Linked DNA regions of Bombyx mori: region 1 is linked to region 2. A link is a contact called in public Hi-C data. All regions are on one chromosome and are shown on one strand. Each heading gives the region's core, a stretch centred on a gene start, on an enhancer-like site or on the middle of the called end of the contact. The rest is flanking DNA. Distances are from core to core; before and after follow the strand shown. Region 1 holds the start of Iap (inhibitor of apoptosis protein). Region 2 has its middle 14 kb from the start of LOC119630303.

Evidence for each region. Hi-C and Micro-C count contacts between places; a contact is called where the count stands out from the background.
Region 1: a contact with region 2 is called in a Hi-C map of midgut, with 1.9 times the contacts expected there. The contact joins the promoter of Iap here to the enhancer-like site in region 2. A contact is called at or near these places in 4 of 7 Hi-C or Micro-C datasets (midgut, posterior silk gland and whole pupa).

What each region holds. Positions count from the first base shown.
Region 1 is chr23:8,318,713-8,322,016 of ASM3026992v2, forward strand. Iap (inhibitor of apoptosis protein) reads left to right here and starts at 1,670. Exons shown (of 2, transcript NM_001043559.1): 1 at 1,670-1,890. The coding sequence starts at 1,875.
Region 2 is chr23:8,269,686-8,272,955 of ASM3026992v2, forward strand. No RefSeq gene overlaps it. Among protein-coding and RNA genes, the nearest start is that of LOC119630303, 14 kb to the left of the region's middle. Within about 2 kb of position 1,891, at least 2 of the 8 cell types and tissues checked have open chromatin away from gene starts, as enhancers often do.

The sequences.
Region 1 (3,304 bases), core at 420-2,919, 49 kb after region 2:
GGTGAGAGGTAAGGGATGAAGACGACAGCTGGTGAGCACGTGGAAGTGCAGCTGTCGATGCTGCTGCACGCCCGCACACTCGCAGCTCGCAAGCTGTTGGCGCACCTGCCACGAGCCAATTTTTTTTTTTTTTTTCATCATTCGTTTATCCATGTTTTTTTTAATACATTTCATAACATTTTACTTAGTAAGTAAATCTGGATAGATACTTATTTTACATAGCCCGTAACATAAATAATCATTTCTTCCTAAACTTGGGTTATCATAAAGTCATTACCTACATTTTTAAAATGATTATTAATGCGTTTCGTATGAAATTATTTACTAGGAAATGGTCATTAATTAAAAGTTAATTAAAAAGCGCAAAAATGTTATGTTACGATTTTGTTGCACAGAAAATATTATATGTGCAGACATGCTAAAAATATTAGTGACGCAATCGATACGTCTTTCTGAACATTGTCAATAAACAAATCTACCTACACATAACATTAATTTATGTATGAACGATTATCACCTATCGGACTAGCATAGATTATATCGTATTTCGCATTATATCCGCGGCATCTGGAACAGAACGCCGCCGTTTGTAAATTGCCTTTTTCGTTCATGGTACTAAAAAGTTTTAATTTCATTTAATGTGATCTAAGTGTCAGTGTCAGAAACTAAAAAAAGTTACTAAGGTACATATTATTTTCTAATACTACTTTTTAATTTTAGATCGTCTTCAGTACAATACATCCTAACATTATGTGTATATGCAAAATAATATTCTGAAAATGGAATTCCCATCGGAAAGACAAAATATATAGTTTGTTTTAAATTACTAAAATGAATCAGGAAAATGAATCGACCGAAGTAAATTCAGAAAATATAGCAAGCACTTCAGGAGGTATGTATAAAATCGTTGTTACCCATTTTCCTCCAGACTTTATTTGATTGATAAGAATTATAAAATAATCGGAATTTTGAGGTAAGAATTAATTTATTATAAAAAAAGATTATTTAACTTAAATCCTACCAAATTAGAGGAATGGGTGAAACTTTAGAGAGTGGAAATGAAAGTGTAGATGAAAAATACTTTACTATAGTGCACACCGTGTGTAGGGTAGTGGTAGATGTAAACATTATAAGAGACTCAATGTCATATTCATAAGTCTACTCAATGTGCATTAAATGATACTATTTATTTAATCAGTAATAGATGGAACCCTAGGCACTATCAGCAAGCAACTGTTGATGAAATGACCTTTGAAATTGGCAATGAGGGAAAATATTCCGTAAAATTGTTGAAGTTAATCGAAACTAGCTGTATTTTACGGGTAAATCGGATACGGATAAAATTACAGAATACAGATACATTGTACTACATTTACTTTTTTAATTATTGAATAGGAGTTTTCTTCTCGTTAACATTACAGTCTCAACTATAAAAATTAAATGTAAATAGAAAAATAGCAGAGTTTATTTTAAATTAAATACAACAAGAGAGCGAAACAATAAATTCATAATCTAAAAAATCACTAAATTCTTTCGGCGGCTAAGGCTATGATTGGTTGATTCGTTGAGAGCGAGAAAAAAAGATTCATATTCGTACGTGTTAGAAAGAGTTCGAGCTACAATCCTATAATCCACTACTTGCTGCTCGGCTCGCCCATCGCTGGCGCTGCATTATTAAACTCACTTCACTTCGGTAGTGTGAATGTTAACGTGAAACTCCGCGCTCTTCTTTAGTTGCTACTCGGTTCTGTCTGGCTGCGTTGACGTTTTGGAACTTCATACTATTTTGTTTTTGCAAGACGAGTGTCAGTGATTAAACAAAAACATAAGAATATACGTTTTATGCGTTACTAAAAAAAAGGAAAAATATACCAATGGAGTTGACGAAAGGTAAAAAATTGCTTACATAACCTCTGTATCAACATATGGAGAATTCAATTTTATGAGTTGTTGTTAGTATGTTAGTAAAGCATTTAGTTATAAATATAAAATTACAGAGATTCATGTCAAGTAAATTTTTCTTAATATGGTTTTACTTTTGTTAGTTGAAATTAATTAGTGAATAATATTTGATTGTTACCACAAATTTTGTGGCTACTTATTTAAACTTCCAAAATATATTATTTATTAATAAATATTGCTCATAAATATTTCCATGTACATATAATTATTTTAGTGATTAAATACATAAAAGTATAGTTTTTCAAATTGGACTTCATACTTTAAAAACATTTTAATCCTATTAGATTTTATTTAAAACTTCTTTTAAATTATATCAAGAAAAACAGCAACTCTAGCAATACAATGTGTTTTACAAGAGACTTATTTTCTAGAATTCTGAGTGTTTATTTCTAAGAATACTGTCCAGTAATCTCCAAATAGATAAGAAACTATCAACATTTTATTTTAATCACAACTTGAACAAATGCTTAATCTGAATTTTGTGTTCAGATTATAATTATGTTTTGTTCATGTTTGTTTTTTTTTGAACTTTACTCGTTTGAATTAATTGACCTTGTCTTTATGTACACAGTACCCAACGTGGCCTCTTGTTTTGTAACAGTCACTGCCTTTAAATTTGGCAATGGCAGCTACCTATATAAATTTCATGTTGTTTTTCTATTATATGACTAACATTTGTGGATGCTACTAGTGTAAAATTAATTGGAACGGAAGGAAAATCTAATACACTGTCTGTAATAATATTTTTGATTGTTTAAAAATAACTAGGTAGATAGCATTTAAAAAATTCAAATGAAACAAGTACCGCCATCTATCGAATGATTGTGGCATTGATTATGTATACGAATACAGCCGGCGACTGTCAGGCCAATCACACTAAACATCATTCTTTCCAATCAAATTCAAAATAAAAAGAAATTTATTCGTTTTCAATAATAAAAAAAAAAATCTTAATTTTATGAACATTAGTGACAAGTAAAATTTCTTAACCCACACGCTGTATCTACGTATTAAAAAAAACAGCTTAATTAAATTCATTTTCGGATGTATTTTCTTCATGAAACTTAGAAATCTATCAATAATACTGCGGCTCATAATTATATAATGCCCATATTGTTACAACAGATTGTGCCTTTATAAGACCTAATTAAATTAAATTCGATATCAGTCAATTGAGTCATTTATATGCCAAAGTTCGTCTTTGTAACAAAGTTTGTTTTAGTCATGGGAAACATTGAATGAATGATTTCTAATGTATAGGTAAGCACGTCCACTGACTGCGTATCTAACCTATGTATGGCGCGGTCGAAATAATGAGAATATTTAAAAAAATGCAATTGGT
Region 2 (3,270 bases), core at 641-3,140:
TTGTTCAAAGCCAATTACTACAACAGTTTTGATGCGTTCGTGGCGTCTTTCGGCTGAGGGCGCTGACTTGCGAATACGTCATTTTGCTTTAGGATTTTGTGAAACTAATTTGTAGCTCAAGTGATACCGCTCAGTTTTATTCTCATTCATGACCTATGCAAGTGTAGTGTTCGCTCACGCGGCCCGCACCAACTTGAAACCCCTTCAAGTTATTCAATTCCGTTTTTACAGGATAGCCACCGGAGCACCATGGCTCCGAAGGAACGTGGATCTCCATGATGACCTGGAACTTGACTCAGTCAGTGAGTATCTACAATCGGCATTATTGCGCCACTTTGAAAAGGCCGCACGACATGAAAACCCTCTTGTAGTCGGCCGGAATCACATACTCGATCCTGTAGACCGAATGGTAAATAGTCGACGTCCCCCAAAACACGTCATTACGGATCCTCCAGATCCATTAACGGTGCTTTTAGGTACCACACAAGCACCGGCTTGTGGTACCTAAAAGCATAGGTACCACAAGCCGGTCTTGCGACGAAAGGCTCGATGAGTGAATTAGCCCACAGACAACAGCCCTCTGAGTTTCTCCCCAGATCTCAGTGGGTCGCGTTTCCGATCCGGTGGTAGATTCTGTGAAGCGCTGTTCTTGCTAGAGCCAGTGTTAGCAACACTCCCGGTTAGAGCCCCCTGAGCTCACCTGCACGTCAAGAAGCTAAAATAGCCTCTCAAGGCTATCGCATAGATAGACATTTAAAAAAAAAAGTTCTCATCATTAAATTATGCATTATATATAGTCGAATTTTTCAAGATGACAACACCCGGTGTCCTACTCATTTGATCACCAAGACTGAGGCGTAACTCAATGTAGTCCGTAGTAAGTTCGGGGGCTAGCACATTCTATTATTTTACTTATCTTGTGGCCGTAGCTATCATAGAACACATGATATTTGACAGATCAGATTTTACTGGTGGTAGGATGACTTGTAAGTCCGCGTGGGGAGGTACAACTACCCTGCCTATTTATGCCGTTAAGCTGTAATGCGTTTCGGTTTGAAGGACGGGCAGCCGTTTTACTGTTAAAGCTAAGCTGACCTTAGAAATCATGTCTCCCCCAAGGTTAGTGACGCCATTTACATTGTAGACTATGAGTTCCGGTAACCACTTAACACCAGGTGGGCCGCGAACTTGTTTATAAATAGCATTTACACAAGTTCCGAAAAATAATTAACATTCGGACCTTCAATCTAGCGAACGATTTCGGCCGCTCGGTTGAAGATCTTCCCTTTCTTGTATGTCCCCAAAGCCTTGGCAGGCAGACGAAGATTCGACCTACTTGGTAAAGAAAGGGCACGGATGTCGGCAATGCCAGGAGTATGCCAAGCCTCTGCCTACACCGAGGAATCTCTTCAGACTCGTTTATAAGAGGACATGTTATAGCACCTAAGAAACCCCGCAAATGAAAGTTAAATTTTAATTTAGCGGCCGTCTGGTGTAGCGGTAAGTGACGTGGTCACTACACAAGGGGGTCGCGGGTTCGAATCCCACCAAGGGAAGATATTTGTATGATAAATATAAAATGTCTTTTCCAGCCTTATGGATGTATATTAAATATATCTATGTCTATAATAAAAATCTTACATTTATTTCCGTTATCTGTTACCTGTAACACAAGTTCTTTACGAACTTAGCACGGGACCAGTTAACTTGGCGTGAATGAAAAAAAAATCCCAGACTGTATGATATGTGGATCAAATCTCTCTGGAAATATACTGTGCATATATATAGTATATGATCGTAGTGGTTGGCTGCTGTATCGATGCTCGTTACTACAGCCACTGTTTCAAGGGTAAAGAGAAGATGACGGGTTCTCAAACAATTATTCAGAGGACTTCCCACTGAACACAATATGGTAAAACGGCGCATTATGGTACAGGATATTTATAATATTGTCTACAACTATACATGTTATTTTCCTGTTGTCATGGCAATCGTTATCGCGAAAATATTAATAATAAACTCTGTGTGTCACTGGTTTAATACCTAAATAATTAACAATTAAGTCATGATGTTAATTTATAGTGTGTTTTTATTTGTAGATGTTTTCTGTATATATTCTGTGATGTATTCTGAGTTTACCAAAACTAGTGCGCGTAGAATGATATCGGAATTCGATAAAAGTCACCAATAACTTAAGATTTGGATTTATTGTACGTGTTACATTATCTGTTGTATTCCATTATTGATGTATAGAGGGAAAAACTGAACAGATAAATTATTGAAAGTTTTTATTTATTTATTTTTTATTGCCCTTTGTAGACAGATGAGCATACGGCCCACCTGATGGTGAGTGGTCACCGTCGCCCATGGACTTCAGCAATACCAGGGGAAGAACCAAGCCGCTACCTATCGAGTACTAGAGTTCTGCAATGCCTTTAGATGCCATAACGTGAATATGTCACACTATTATTATCCACTAAATTCCTCTGACCTCTTGGGTCTGGCCCAATGGTGAGGACATGAATTTCAACAATATCAAATCAAATGAATTCAAAAAAATTTTATTCAACATAAATGAAAGTACATACTTGTTGAACGTCAAAATAACTACCGCCAATTCACAAGAACTAGCCTCCGTCCTGAGGAGAATTGGCAAGAAACTCAGCGGGCATGTCTTTTTTTTTTTAAGTATTAGATTTTTTTTAAATATTCATTTTTACATGAGTATTATAACCTAACAGTTATTACAATATTGAAATGCCCGGAGCGAGCAACTCATTCCCACTTTGTGCAATCTTCTAGATAATCATGTTACTATGGTTCGCACTTGCAGTTTAACAATTAAGTTCCCTAAAGTGCGTAGATACATCAGATGTTACATGTACAATCAATTTACTGTAAACAGTTTTGTATCACGCGAATTCTAACCAATTATACAGAATTAATCGAGTTCAATAAACTTTAGTCCGAATACGTGTTACCCTCAATTTACGAACTAATTTACAAACAAAAGAATCGATATTACGACAAACATAATTACACATTTAGTTCCGTGCATCAATATTTCGTGTACCTCTAGACTATCCATTTAGCAAAATAAAACATTTGAAATTCATACACAGTAAATGTGAAACTTTCAGAAGTATTCTGTCTCCTTCTATTGCAAGCAAATCCTATAGATTTATACATTTGTCTCTTTTTAGTATCGCTTTTGAAATATTGTTTTCGTTTTATCGATTTTCAAATTCCTGCGGTCATAATAAATTTTCA